Linked DNA regions of Astyanax mexicanus: region 2 is linked to region 1. The links are chromatin contacts, called in public Hi-C maps. All regions are on one chromosome and are shown on one strand. Each heading gives the region's core, a stretch centred on a gene start, on an enhancer-like site or on the middle of the called end of the contact. The rest is flanking DNA. Distances are from core to core; before and after follow the strand shown. Region 1 holds the start of fam43a (family with sequence similarity 43 member A). Region 2 has its middle 100 kb from the start of fam43a.

The links. Hi-C and Micro-C count contacts between places; a contact is called where the count stands out from the background.
Region 2: a contact with region 1 is called in a Hi-C map of muscle, with 15 times the contacts expected there. The contact joins the enhancer-like site here to the promoter of fam43a in region 1. A contact is called at or near these places in 2 of 3 Hi-C or Micro-C datasets (both in muscle).

Annotation. Positions count from the first base shown.
Region 1 is chr16:5,306,923-5,313,125 of AstMex3_surface, forward strand. It overlaps fam43a (family with sequence similarity 43 member A), which reads left to right and starts at 4,485. Exons shown (of 1, transcript XM_007252575.4): 1 at 4,485-6,203. The coding sequence starts at 4,714. The coding sequence ends at 5,739. It overlaps lsg1 (large 60S subunit nuclear export GTPase 1), which reads right to left and starts at 1,126. Exons shown (of 14, transcript XM_049465758.1): 1 at 901-1,126. The coding sequence starts at 990.
Region 2 is chr16:5,411,490-5,418,179 of AstMex3_surface, forward strand. No RefSeq gene overlaps it. Among protein-coding and RNA genes, the nearest start is that of fam43a, 100 kb to the left of the region's middle. Within about 2 kb of position 5,137, the one cell type or tissue checked has an H3K27ac peak away from gene starts, as active enhancers do.

The DNA of each region.
Region 1 (6,203 bases), core at 3,235-5,734:
CAGACAAGATAGAGATAGATAGATAGATAGATAGATAGAGATAGACAGACAGACAAGATAGAGATAGATAGATAGATAGATAGATAGATAGATAGATAGATAGATAGATAGATAGATAGACAGACAGACAGACAAATAGATAGACAGACAGACAGACAAGATAGAGATAAATAGATAGATAGATAGATAGATAGATAGATAGATAGATAGATAGATAGATAGATAAGATAGAGATAGATAGATAGATAGACAAGATAGAGATAGATAGATAGATAGATAGATAGATAGATAGATAGATAGATAGACAGACAAGATAGAGATAGATAGATAGACAGACAGACAGACAGATAAATAGACAGACAGACAAGGTAGAGATAGCTAGATAGATATATAGATAGATAGACAGATAAATAGACACAGACAAGATAGAGATAGATAGATAGATAGATAGATAGATAGATAGATAGACAAGATAGAGATAGATACAGACAGTCAGACAGATAAATAGACAGACAGACAAGGTAGAGATAGATAGACAGAAAGATAAATAGACAGACAAGATAGAGACAGACAGACAGACAGACAGACAGACAGATAGATAGATAGATAGATAGATAGATAGATAGATAGATGTTAGTAAACACACGTGACTGTCAAGTAAAGATAAGGCTGTTAAGCTAGCTATAACTGTGTGTTTTCTGTATGTGTGGCTCTTTATTAATAGGTGAGTTAGGTGGCTTATATTTTTAGGAATTAATTTAACCTAGAGAGGTTTATTATTTTATAGTTTCAGCTTTTGTTCAGAGTTTTCTCACTATGACAGAAGTTTAAAGCCCCAGTTAGCATGAAGCTAAAGCTATAGCTAGGCTAAGCTATATAGATAGTTATAGGTTCCCGTACCCAGGTATCGTTCCTCCGGTTCCCCCGCGCCGCTCCGAGTCTCTCTTTAATCAGGGCCCTGCCCAGGCCCGTGCTCTTCTTCTTACCCATACCGGGTCCGGGGTTCGGGGTTCGGGCTGCGGGTTTAGAGCTGCTGCTGGTTCGGGTTTTAGCTTTAGCTTTAGCTTTAGCTCCAGCTGCTACTGCTGCACATGCTGGCTGTGAGAGGAGCGTCACCGGGACTGATCCACTCCCACAAACTCCCCCTCACAGCCCGCAGATCACTGATTAAGTTATATATTATTTTATTGTTTATATCAGTTTATATATCAGTGTACACGTCTGTGTGCGTGTTAGATGCGGCTGTGTTCTGATGGAAGTCAGAACAGCTGTATTACAGTTATAAACAGAAATAAATTATTAGAGTACAGTGTAAACACGGAGGTGGTATGTTCCAGTGTTCCACACTAAAGCGTCCTACTCTATCCTGCTCTATAATAATAATGGTTCCGCTTCTCCCGTATGTTTTTTGAAACTTGAAGATGAGGTTAGGTAAAGAATTTCTTCTCAAAGTCCAATAAATATATTGTATATTTTTGATGAACCTTTATTTCACCACAAAGAGAGATGAATAATAAATTTAATTGTAACTTTAAATAACTTTGATATACACAAAACAACATTAGCTAAATAGATACCCTTATTCCAGACATTTGTATATTCACACCTTTTATATACTGATTATATACACTTGTTGAAAAATATGAAATGTCATAAATCCATAGATATTTTGAAGTGTTTCAAATTTATATGAATCCCTTTTTTTCTTTTTGCTTTTGTATTTTTGTAAAGATGGTTGTTTGAAATTTGTTTGTGACCCAATTTTGTGTTTTCGTCTATATTTGAGAGTGAGAGAGAGAGTATGTACTTCATACAATCAAACCATTTAAAAAGCAATAGGCCAGTTTAATACTAATAAAAAAAAGTCAAATTAAATTGATAAGCTTAAAACTATTTTTTTTATTGTGTATATCATTATATAAATCCAAATAAACAAATGTTTGGAATAAGGATTTTTTTTGTTGTTGTTTTAAGCAAATTAAATTTTGTGTATGTTATATTTACCCCAAATTATAATCGAATGTATTATAGTAGTAGCTTCTTTAGAGAAAATGCTTAAAACTAAATGAGCAAAGGTGTGAAAAGTATTTACATTTATTTCTCACTCATTAGGTAGATGTATAGATACGAGAGTTAAAATAATTTTAGAAGTAGAAGTATCAACTCAAGTAAAAATGTAAAAGTACTGGTTGTAATTTAGAGTATTTATTTGCAGAAAATGAAAAATGGCTGAAATAACAAAAAAGATGCAGAGCTTTCAGACCTCAAATTATACAAGTTTATATTCATAAAGTTTTAAAAGTTCAGAAATAAATATTTGGTGAAATAACCCTGTTTTTTAATCACAGTTTTTATACATCTTTTCATTTTCTTCTCCACCAGTCTTACACAAATATATAGACAGAACATTATCACGTGTTTTGGTACCGAATACAATAGAGCTTTTAATATTCAAGTATAAACCTAAAGCTCACCAACCAATCAGCTCACAGTAGCAGTAATGCTAGCCAGTGCAAGAACACCAAACAAGCTATATAGTATACAAACAATACATATATACTAAATATATAAAGTTAAGTTTAATACAAATAATGCATAAACAATTATAACATTGAATCAATGGAAATTCAATGTTCACAAAAAGTCTATTCTTATGTTGCAGAACTTTATTTTTTATCAAAATATTAGTAATTTGACTCTTTTATAAGTCCTCTCTTAGAGCAGAAGTGAGTTGTTACTAACCCAAAAGAGGCCATTTAGAAGTTATATGTGTCACAGACCCATTACAAGCTGTGTAAAGTTCCTTAAAGCTCTGTCCTTCACTTTTCCTAAGTGATGGAAACATCAAGAGAGGAGTACTGGAGATAGAACTAGCATATTTTTTGAGTTAACAATTTAATCATTCAAAAGCTTTTATTAAATAATTTTTGACCCATATAACAAGCTCTGACCTGATTTCTGGAGCCAATGTTAAAATATGAGTTATTAAAGTTGCTGCGTCATTTGTGTTACATCAAGATTTTAATCTTAATATATTAGCAGTCATGTGCCCAAAAGAAGAAAAAACATGAATGAGCTGCTCACTGAATTTATCAGATTGAATTTAGAAATTGGCATTCAGAAATGGGTCTCAGCTCTTATGGACTAAAGGAATTCAGTAAAATGAGCAGGATGTGTTTAACCACTAAAATTTAGACAGAAGATGTGAAATATGATGAAAGTTCTAGAAAATCAACAGAAGCTTGTCTTATAACTTAAAAATGCTAATTTAATTAAACATTAAACATAAGCACTGTAACATTTGAACACAGTTGTATGAACGCAGTAGCGCAGTGTGCTTGTCTTTAAATGAGGGTGCGGATACCTTTATCCTCCAGTAGATGGCAGCAGATATCACCTTATTGTATTTTTTTATCATTATGCATACGGTTGTGTTGCCTTAATAATAATAATAATAATAATAATAATAATAAGTATTATTATTATTATTATTAAATAAGGAAGATATTTTCACCTTAAAATAAAAAAAAAAAAATTTAAAGAGTTATTATAAGTGAAACAGAACATCACAGGAACCATTAAACATAAGAAAATAAATGTATGTAGGTGTATATATAAAAACAGACAGCCATTAAACACAGTTACTTACAACCTATTATTGTGGTGCCCACAACCCAGATAGCAAAATTGTATTATTCTGTCTTTAATACATTCATGATTTATTTGTGCACATTGCTTTTATGTTGATTTAACATTGATTTATGGTTTTATATTAATTATTTGATTTAACTTAGATATATACAATTATTATTATTATTATTATTATTATTATTATTATTATTATTATTATTATTTATTTATTTATTTATTTATTTATTTATTTATTTATTTATTTTTATTATTATTTATGGGTCAGAAATAAATAAAATAGTAAAATAATTAGGATTATTATGGTTGTTGCTTGTGGGAAGCAGCCTTTCTCTAAAAACTATTTGAGTGTAGAATCAGAATCCCACCCATGAAAAAGCCTTCAAATAAACGTCTAGAGTCCTTCAAATCTACTTTAAATATCAGAATTTCAACACCAACCTTTTAGCCAATGTTAAATAAAGTTTGTTTTAAGGTTTGTTTTTCCAATATCAACATTAAAAAGTGATGATGTAATGCAACCAAAAACTAAAGTTTGTTCAATGTTTAGGAAACATTGTCTTAACGCTGAAGTGCACTACGTCCTTGGAAAGTTGTTAAAAGGTGTTCTAATAGCGAAAAAAGGCAATGTAATTTGATTACGTTGATGAAACATACACCGAGCAAAGTTTGGACAACGTTTATGCGACGTTAGACTGTGATATTTTGCTGTGTTTGTTGGGCACAGTTGTCTGAGTCGGTCCCCGGAAGCTGTGTGTGTTGGTTGGTCCCGCGCTCAGAGCTGCTCCCCCTCCCCGCGGCTCAGATGGTTCAGTCCAGCTCATAAGCGCTGCTTCGCTCGCGCTGCTGTCAGTTTCAGGCTCGAGACGATGCGGGGAGGAGCGGAGCGCGCGGAGAGATACTGTAGCTCGTGCGGCAGTGCAGCGGTCCGGGAGCTGAGGAATGTAGTGAGTGCATTAGGCTGGTATAAGTCTAGACTGGCAGTCTGTAGAGTTTAGTCAGGGTTTGAGGGGGTGGGTCTGTCCTGAGCGCGCCTTCTGAAGCTCCACGTGCAGCGCGTGGATCATGTTGCCTTGGAAGAAGAACAAGTTCGACCTGATCGAGGACGACAAGCAGTCCAAGCAGAAGGGCTATGCCGTGAGCCTCAACTACTCAGCCCTCACCTCCTTCGCCAGGTCGTGCCCGGAGAGCGCCCTGCACCGGGTGGGCAGCATGTTCAAGTCCAAGCGAAGGAAAGTGAAGATCACAGGTGAGGACCCCACCTACACCGTGCTGTACCTGGGCAACGCCACCACCATCCAGTCCAAAGGGGACGGCTGCACGGACGTGGCGGTGAGCAAGATCTGGGCCAAGAGCGACATGGGCAAGAGTGGCACCAAGATGAAGCTGACCGTCAGCTCTCAGGGCATCCGCATGGTGCACTCCGACGAGCGGGCGCGCCGACCCGGACACCTCTACCTTCTGCACCGGGTCACCTACTGCGTGGCCGACCCACGCCTACCCAAGATCTTCGCCTGGATCTACCGGCACGAGCTGAAGCACAAGGCGGTCATGCTGCGATGCCACGCCGTGCTCGTGTCCAAGCCAGAGAAGGCTAAAGCCATGGCACTGCTCCTGTACCAGACGTCGGCGGCCGCCCTGGCAGAGTTCAAGCGGCTCAAGAGACGAGACGATGCCCGGCACCAGCAGCAGCAGCTGGTGGGCGAGCGCACCGTGCCTCTGGTGCCACTTCGCAAGCTCCTCAACGGCCAGTGCTGCTACAGGCCGCCGGTGGAGCGCAGCCGCAGTGCGCCCAAGTTGGGTTCCATCACCGAGGACTCTCTGGGAGAGGAGGCAGAAGAGAAGGCGTCCGCCCGATTCCAGGGGGACGAGGTCCTGAACGGTGCGGGACAGGCTGAGCTGGCCCAGATCATCAGTGACCTGGGAGAGATGGCAATTGGAAACGATGTGCAGACTTTGCGGGCTGATCTAAGGGTGACCCGGCTGCTGTCGGGCGAAAGCACGGGCAGCGAGTCGTCCATCGAGAGCAGCCCGGAGACGGTGAACCCGCCGCACTCTGAGCAGGACGGGCACATGCAGGAGGTGGGCTGAGGTGGACAGGAGGTGAAACCCCCTCTGTTTTGTTTAGTTTTTTTTCACTTCCCAGCGAGGTTCCCGATGGTTTACAGTGACGCACTCTTTGGTCCACACGTCGGTCCACTCTGTGGTCCTGGACTGAGTCTGCCAGCCCTGGGGAAGTGGTGACGTTGGGTCTGGGAGGGTATGGGGTTTGTGCCACCTTATCCGTATGACTTGAAAGATGAAGATGAAAAACTGTGTTCTGGGCTTTTTTTCTCAGTGTTTTTCACAGTGTTCACCACCTTGAACTGGAGAGAACACAGGACAAATGCGTGACAAACCACAGGACAAACTAAAGGCCTTTGGCTGAGCTCAAAGCACCCTCCTTCTTGTCCAATCCAGCGTTGAGTTGGGCAGGAGAAAGGAGCAAAGCGGTGCTCTCCTCAGCTACACAGCCAAATGGAGAAAGTGGATCTGCACAGCTCCTGCAGTCTGCA
Region 2 (6,690 bases), core at 3,887-6,386, 110 kb after region 1:
CAATCCTTTCTTTTAGTAAACTTTACTTAATTTCTGCATACAATATTACCTAATTACAATTACTTAATTTATATAATATTACTCAAATAATTTATGATACATAATATATTATAATTTCTGAAATTTACATAATTAGTTAAAACACACATATTACACTGTCTCAACACATGGACAGCATGTAATACATTCTTTATACCCAGATACTAAAAATAATGTATTACATGTCGTCCATGTGTTGAGACAGTGAGACTTGGTCTGTTTACAAAATAAATCTTTGAGATTATGTAAATATATGAATGTGTGTTTTAACTAAAATGATATATAATTATATTGTATTATATTGTATAAGTAAAGTTTACTAAAAGAAAGGATTGACTGAAGTTCAGTTCACTTATTTACTCTGTGTAACATTTAAGTCTTGAAATCGAGTTGAAGTTACTTAAATTTACATGAAATTAAATTTACTCTAAAAAAAAGCAAATGCAGAAAGTTGCTAAACTTTTTTTTAAGTAAATTTTACGCATCATTTTCTTCAGTGTACAACACAATGAGAGAAGGACCGGTCTTTGACGAATGGCCGCCATTCTGTCATAAGAGAGAGAGAGAAAGAGAAACTTGGACTGTTACAGATTGTGTGAGCGCATTCAGAGTGTGTCTATAGTTGTAGATCTTGTAAAACAGCTCCTCTATTGATGTTTTGTTAGTGTTACTATTAAAAACTGCGTTACTCATGTAGCCTGAATGCCAAACTAACATCTTGCTAATCCTGCTAATGTAAATATTTGTGTCATCTGTTTTTTCTTCACAGCGTCTCAGTAAGAGTGTGCTCTCAGACTCTGTGGGTGAGGAACACCCCAATGCTACCTCCCAGTGGACAAAGTATACCTCAGGAAGAACCAGATGAAGACCAGTATGAAGTCTGGGTTTTTCTGCCCAGTTCGCCGTGCTGTCTGGTTGAGTTAAATCATTTTTTTAGGTGGTTACACAACATCTTTTAGCTATTTTCATTACAAAAAAATCAAGCTATTTAAATGTGTCAAAAAAGCTGTCATGCTGCGTGTTCAGTAATTAATAATATTAGTGTAATATTACTTTATCTACTGTACATACTTATCTGTCCACCCTGTCCCAGCAAAATACCATAGTGATTTAAATAATTTAAAAAAAAATCAAAATGAATATGGATGATCACAAGCCATCAAACCAAGCTGAACTGCTTGAATTTTTTGCACCAGGAGTAAAGCAGCATAAAGCTATCCAAAAGCAGTGTGTAAGACTGGTGAAGGAGAGCATGATGCCAAGATGCATGCAATACAAAACTGTGATTAAAAAACAACCAGGGTCATTTTACCGAATATTAATTTCTAAACTTCTAAAACTTTATGAATATGAACTTGTTGTTTTCTTTGCATTATTTGAGGTCTGAAAGCTCTGCATCTATTTTTTTTGTTATTTAAGCCATTCCTCATTGTTACAATCCCACTGTTGGAAAACATACTCTAGGGGATTAAAAGTGTGGGTACTGTAACAATTGTGAGGTGTGCATGGCAAACAACCCAGAGAAGGACAGCATAGACTCTTACTTGTACGTTAATCACAGGATCAAACTACAAAAGACAAACATGGTAATGTTAAAGGGGTGGGGGGGGGGGGGGGGGGGAACATGGACAGAACCAAAGAAATGAAAATAATAAAACATTCTACACTAAGCTTTACAAAGAAAATCTAAACTAACTAAAGAGGGAAAAGAAAAAAAACTAACTACTACTCTAGGCTAGGCTAATATAACTACAGGGAGTGGTACCCGCCCTCTAGCCTGGTGTGTTTAGACAATCAGGTAACTACGTGTGCACAATGTAGGTGCGCGCACATCTAACCTGTTCTCCCTTCCTAGAAGAGGGGAGAAGACAGAACAAATGGGTTAAAGCACCCACTTTAACAATCTAGCCTAGAAGTAGACAAAGCAAATTTAGAACTCAGGGGAACAGCACCCAGCACCACAAATGAGTCAAAAAAAAAAGAGAGAGAGAGAGAGGCCAACTTCCTGGAACAGCTTATAAACAGGTGGTCCCACCCCCATTTGGACCAACAGAGCTCTCTGATTGGCAGAATAGCAGAGGTCATTGAGGGTCGAGTTGGAATGGCACTGCAATCCACCTATTAGAAAGAGACAGGCAAAGAAACAGAGGAAGACCAGGAAAAAGAGAAAAAAAAACACAAGAAAACAGCTACACAGAAGATGTTTCACATGTAACATTCATTTTCTGTAAATAAATAAATAAATGCTCTAAATGACAATAATTTTATTTGGAATTTGGGAGAAATGTTGTCTCTAGTTTATAGAATAAAACGACAAAGTTCATTTTACTCAAACATAAACCTATAAGTAGCCAAATCAGAGAAACTGATTCAGAAACTGAAGTGCTCTATTAGTTTATATCTAATAATTCTCATTGTGAGATTGTGTCTCAATTTATTGATTTATTTATTAATTTAACTTTATTCAGGAAATATACTGCACAAATAAAATGAGAGATTAAACCTTAAATGCAGTAGGATGTGAGCTCAGGACTCTTAACCAGCATTTTCTTATTTGTTTGCAAACTCAGACTGAAGCGACACCCAAACTCAGAGCTGGCTGATTGGCTGATGGAGCCGCTGATCTCTTTACGCAAACTAATGAGAACTGAGTGACTTAACCGCTCAGAGCAGAGCGTGGGGGAGGAGAGACTTTAGACAGGAAGTGTGTGTGTGTGTGTGTGTGTGTGGCCATAACATGGTGGAACAAAAGGACAAAAAAAGAAACATGTTACACACCCAGACATCAGTCTATTCATCTGAATTGAGCACGTGTATAATGCTATCTTTGTGAAGGACAGCATGTACACGATTGCAAATAAACATTATTAAACATTATTAAATGCATCTTTGTTGGAATTAACAGGTCTGGATTAGGTGGAGGCCCACATTTAGTACCTCACAATAGTGAGTACACGCTTTACATTGTTGTAATTATTTTATTATATGTTTCAATGGAACAACACTGAAGAGATATGACACATTAACCCTTGTGTGGTGTTCATATTTTTGTTAATCGTTTACTTTGTTACTTGTATTTAATTCAGCAAAATGCTTTACACATGCTTGCTTCACCTAAATTGCAAGCAATATAAACAGCTTACATGGTTAATATTTGCACTTTACCTTTCTTATGTTACATTTCTTTCAAAAAGTGCTACTCTTTTTTTTATTAGTTTTTTAATAAAATGTAAAGAAAATGAATTAAACTCAAGATATGAGTAGAAAATTTGTTTAGTTTCAAATTTACAAATGAAGCAATGTTTATTAGCCCTTGGCCAAACATACTGTATGTAATATAAATGTGTGGGGGGGGGTGGGGGGGTACAGTGTGTGTTTATCGAAAATGTGTTTTGATATATGTTTTTTTACAAAAAATGGGCCAATGTCAATGAGTTTGAGTTAGAAAAAATATTTTTTTAGTATCATTTGATGAAAAATGAAAACGGGTCCCACAGACCCGAACACCACACAAGGGTTAATACAGGGGAAATTAATGACATTCACAAATATCACTTACACTGTGCAGAACAGAAGCTTAACCATGTTAACCCTGTCCAAACTCAGTGTTCATTTCTCTACTGGCTCAGAGATATCTGGGATGGACCATCACACAGTGGAAACTTTCAGTGTGTTCAAAAGAACAAGTGTTCCAGATCTTTATTAGAAGACGTTAACACAAGAAAAAAGACCGCCCAGACTGTTATCATCAACAAGTCCAAAAGAGTGGAGTTTAAACAGGTTAAATAGGTCAATTTAACTGTCCCTGCTTTATGTCAGTGAGTCTTCAGTATCAGAGTCACAGAGTCCTTTCGGGCATTATCTCCCGGTCAGATAAAGCCCTGTGTGATCTGCTACTGCTACTGCTACTGCTGTTCAGAAAGAGAACGGTTAAATGTAATGCTCTTAATCTCATTGCTCTAAATACCCTGCAGATAACTGGGAGACCACAGTTCCCAACGGTAACAAAGCCCCTGGGGATAAATCCCCCAGTCAGACAGCGACAGAGCCCAGCGACAGACCCCACGCTGTAAAATTACAATAATTAACTGCATGTTACAGTTATTTGACACTATTTGCTTTATATTAACTACCCAGGATATTACTGTTATTTTACAGTGCATCTGCTGTATTATATACTCATAAGTAATTAACTGTTTTCTAAAATGCCTTCAAACCTAATGTTTGCAGTAAAAACGATCTATAGCATCTACTCATTATAATAGAGGTAACAATGTACACTCTATTTATGGGCATAGTTTATCCAATATTGTGAGTAAATTCATGTAAAAAAACATTACTGTAAAGAATACTGTAACTTGTTCTTATGGCCTACAACCCTGAGGCAAGCCGGTCAAGCATTATATAATATATAACAGTATACTCAAATTGAAGGTAGCCCTGGTGGGCAAGACTACACACTGTTGTACTTTGTAAGAAACACACAACAACATAAAAAGTAAAACAGTTTATCACACATATTTGATGGCAACAGCACTTCAGAACAGTTTAGATCGTTAGCATTTCCCTGTAAAATTTTATGTTTTTTTAGAGTTTTTCTGCTGCTCCCACTGCCTTTACTGCCTCTCAATTATCTTTTTTAATATAATTTTATTTCTTATTTATCCCATTATTTCCGCAATTTAAACTAGTGATGCCCCAACACAAAGAGGGTGAAGACTGTAAAGTCAGACTCCGAGTTGCCTCACAGCACTAACGCTTGGAGGAAAGCGCAGTGACTCGGTTTTGATACATCAGCTCACAGACGCAGCCTTGTGCCGATCCACATCACCCTAGGAGTGATGAGGGGAAAGAGCGTTATCTACTGTACCCACCCAGAAAGAGCAAGGACAACTGTGCTCTCAGGGCTACCGTATAGCTGATGGCAAGCTACATGAACAGGATTCGAACCAGCGATCTCCTGATCATAGTGACAGCGCCTTAATCCACTGGACCACTCGGAGCCCCACCTCTCAATCATCCTGCTGCCTATTGCTGCCCTTTACTGCCTCTCAATCATGCTGCTGCCTCTCTCCATCTTTTTGCCACCTTGCAATCATTCACTGCCCTTTCCTGCCTCTGAACAGTGCTCTGCCGTGTGAGGACCCGGCACAGTGGGGATTACAGTGGGATTAGAGCGCATCCTGGTTTCTTCATGCGGAGATAACCTGCCTGTCAGAGCGAGACTAAAGCTCATTAGATACTCCCTCCCACCCAACTGTCTGTCAGACTGTAAGACCCTTCAGCCGGAGAATCTGATTCAGATATTCTGCCTCCGCATCACTTCATTACTAGGAGTGCACAATGGCACCTGTTGAGGCTGATGTTTTTACTACAGTGTATTCTGTACTGTATTTAGTCCAGTTAAGTTTTGGTTTCACACTGCATTTTAGCAACTGGGTGCACTAAAGAACTTCACTACATCCTGTTACCACCTACATGCACAAAGTCTCTTTATACTTCACAATGATTGTTTTTTAGAATGTTGTCGGTTCAGCAAATTGCCTTTCCAGGTGTTGTTCCAGAATTTGACACCACAGATTTGTCTCAGATTCAATTTATTTCTGTTTATAAGTAATTGCTAATCTACAGTAACAGTAGATACAGGATTTACCAGTGCTATAGGTACCATTCTCACTATGGTCCATTATAATTTATAAGGTTTTTTTTTTTACTTATACTGTTCTATCTGTGCTGAGAGTGGCTAAGCAGACTAAGATGCGGAAACTATGACTTGAAGATCATAAGTTTAAAATCCCAGGTTACACAGTTTTACCATCAGCATTCTGAGTCTAATGGGTGTCTGTTGGCTGATGTATCAGAGCTGGGGATCTAGCACTTTCCTCCAAGCATGTCTAAAAAGAAAAGCCACAGATTACACGCAGTTCTTCAGTTGTTAAACGGGAGGGGGGGTTCACCGACATGTGTTTCAGAACTTTCGAATCAGACAGTTCTTCGCGCCTGACACTCTGGCTGAAACTACACCCTCTTTGACTAGGTCTGCCTTACAACAGAGCGATCTATATTCTGATTGGCTCAACGAGAGTACATTATAATATGCAGCCGATGGATTGGAAAGCCTGAGAAATACCATGTGTGGCGTGTGAACTCGCTGAGGCGTGTCACACGCTCAAAGCGTGAGACTTGAGAACACTGATAATACATACTATTTTAATCACAAACACTTACGAATTTACAGTAAAATGTTTTGCATAAAGGTTAATGACATTCATCTTGGCACCAATCATGGTGCCTCCATACATAAATTTGTAGCTCGTCTGTGCAACACAGCTGCACTTCAATGGGTCAGATTTCTGTTTCTTTGATTTGGATGATGGTTTGCAACATTCAAATGAACTAAAACAATTCGATGTAAAAGCTCGTCATGGTGTCTGATTACTAGAGCAGTAAACACATTAGTTTCCATTCATCAGTCCCTTTTCTCAATTCTTCTTCAAGTCCAGGGCAGACTGGTTGTGTGCACAGTGGTGCTTGAAAGTTTGTTAACCCTTTTTTCTATATTTCAGTATTGTCACGCCTGGCACTGAAAGCTCTGCCTGCAATCTGAAGCCCAGGATGCACCACACACTGACATCACATGACACAGCATAT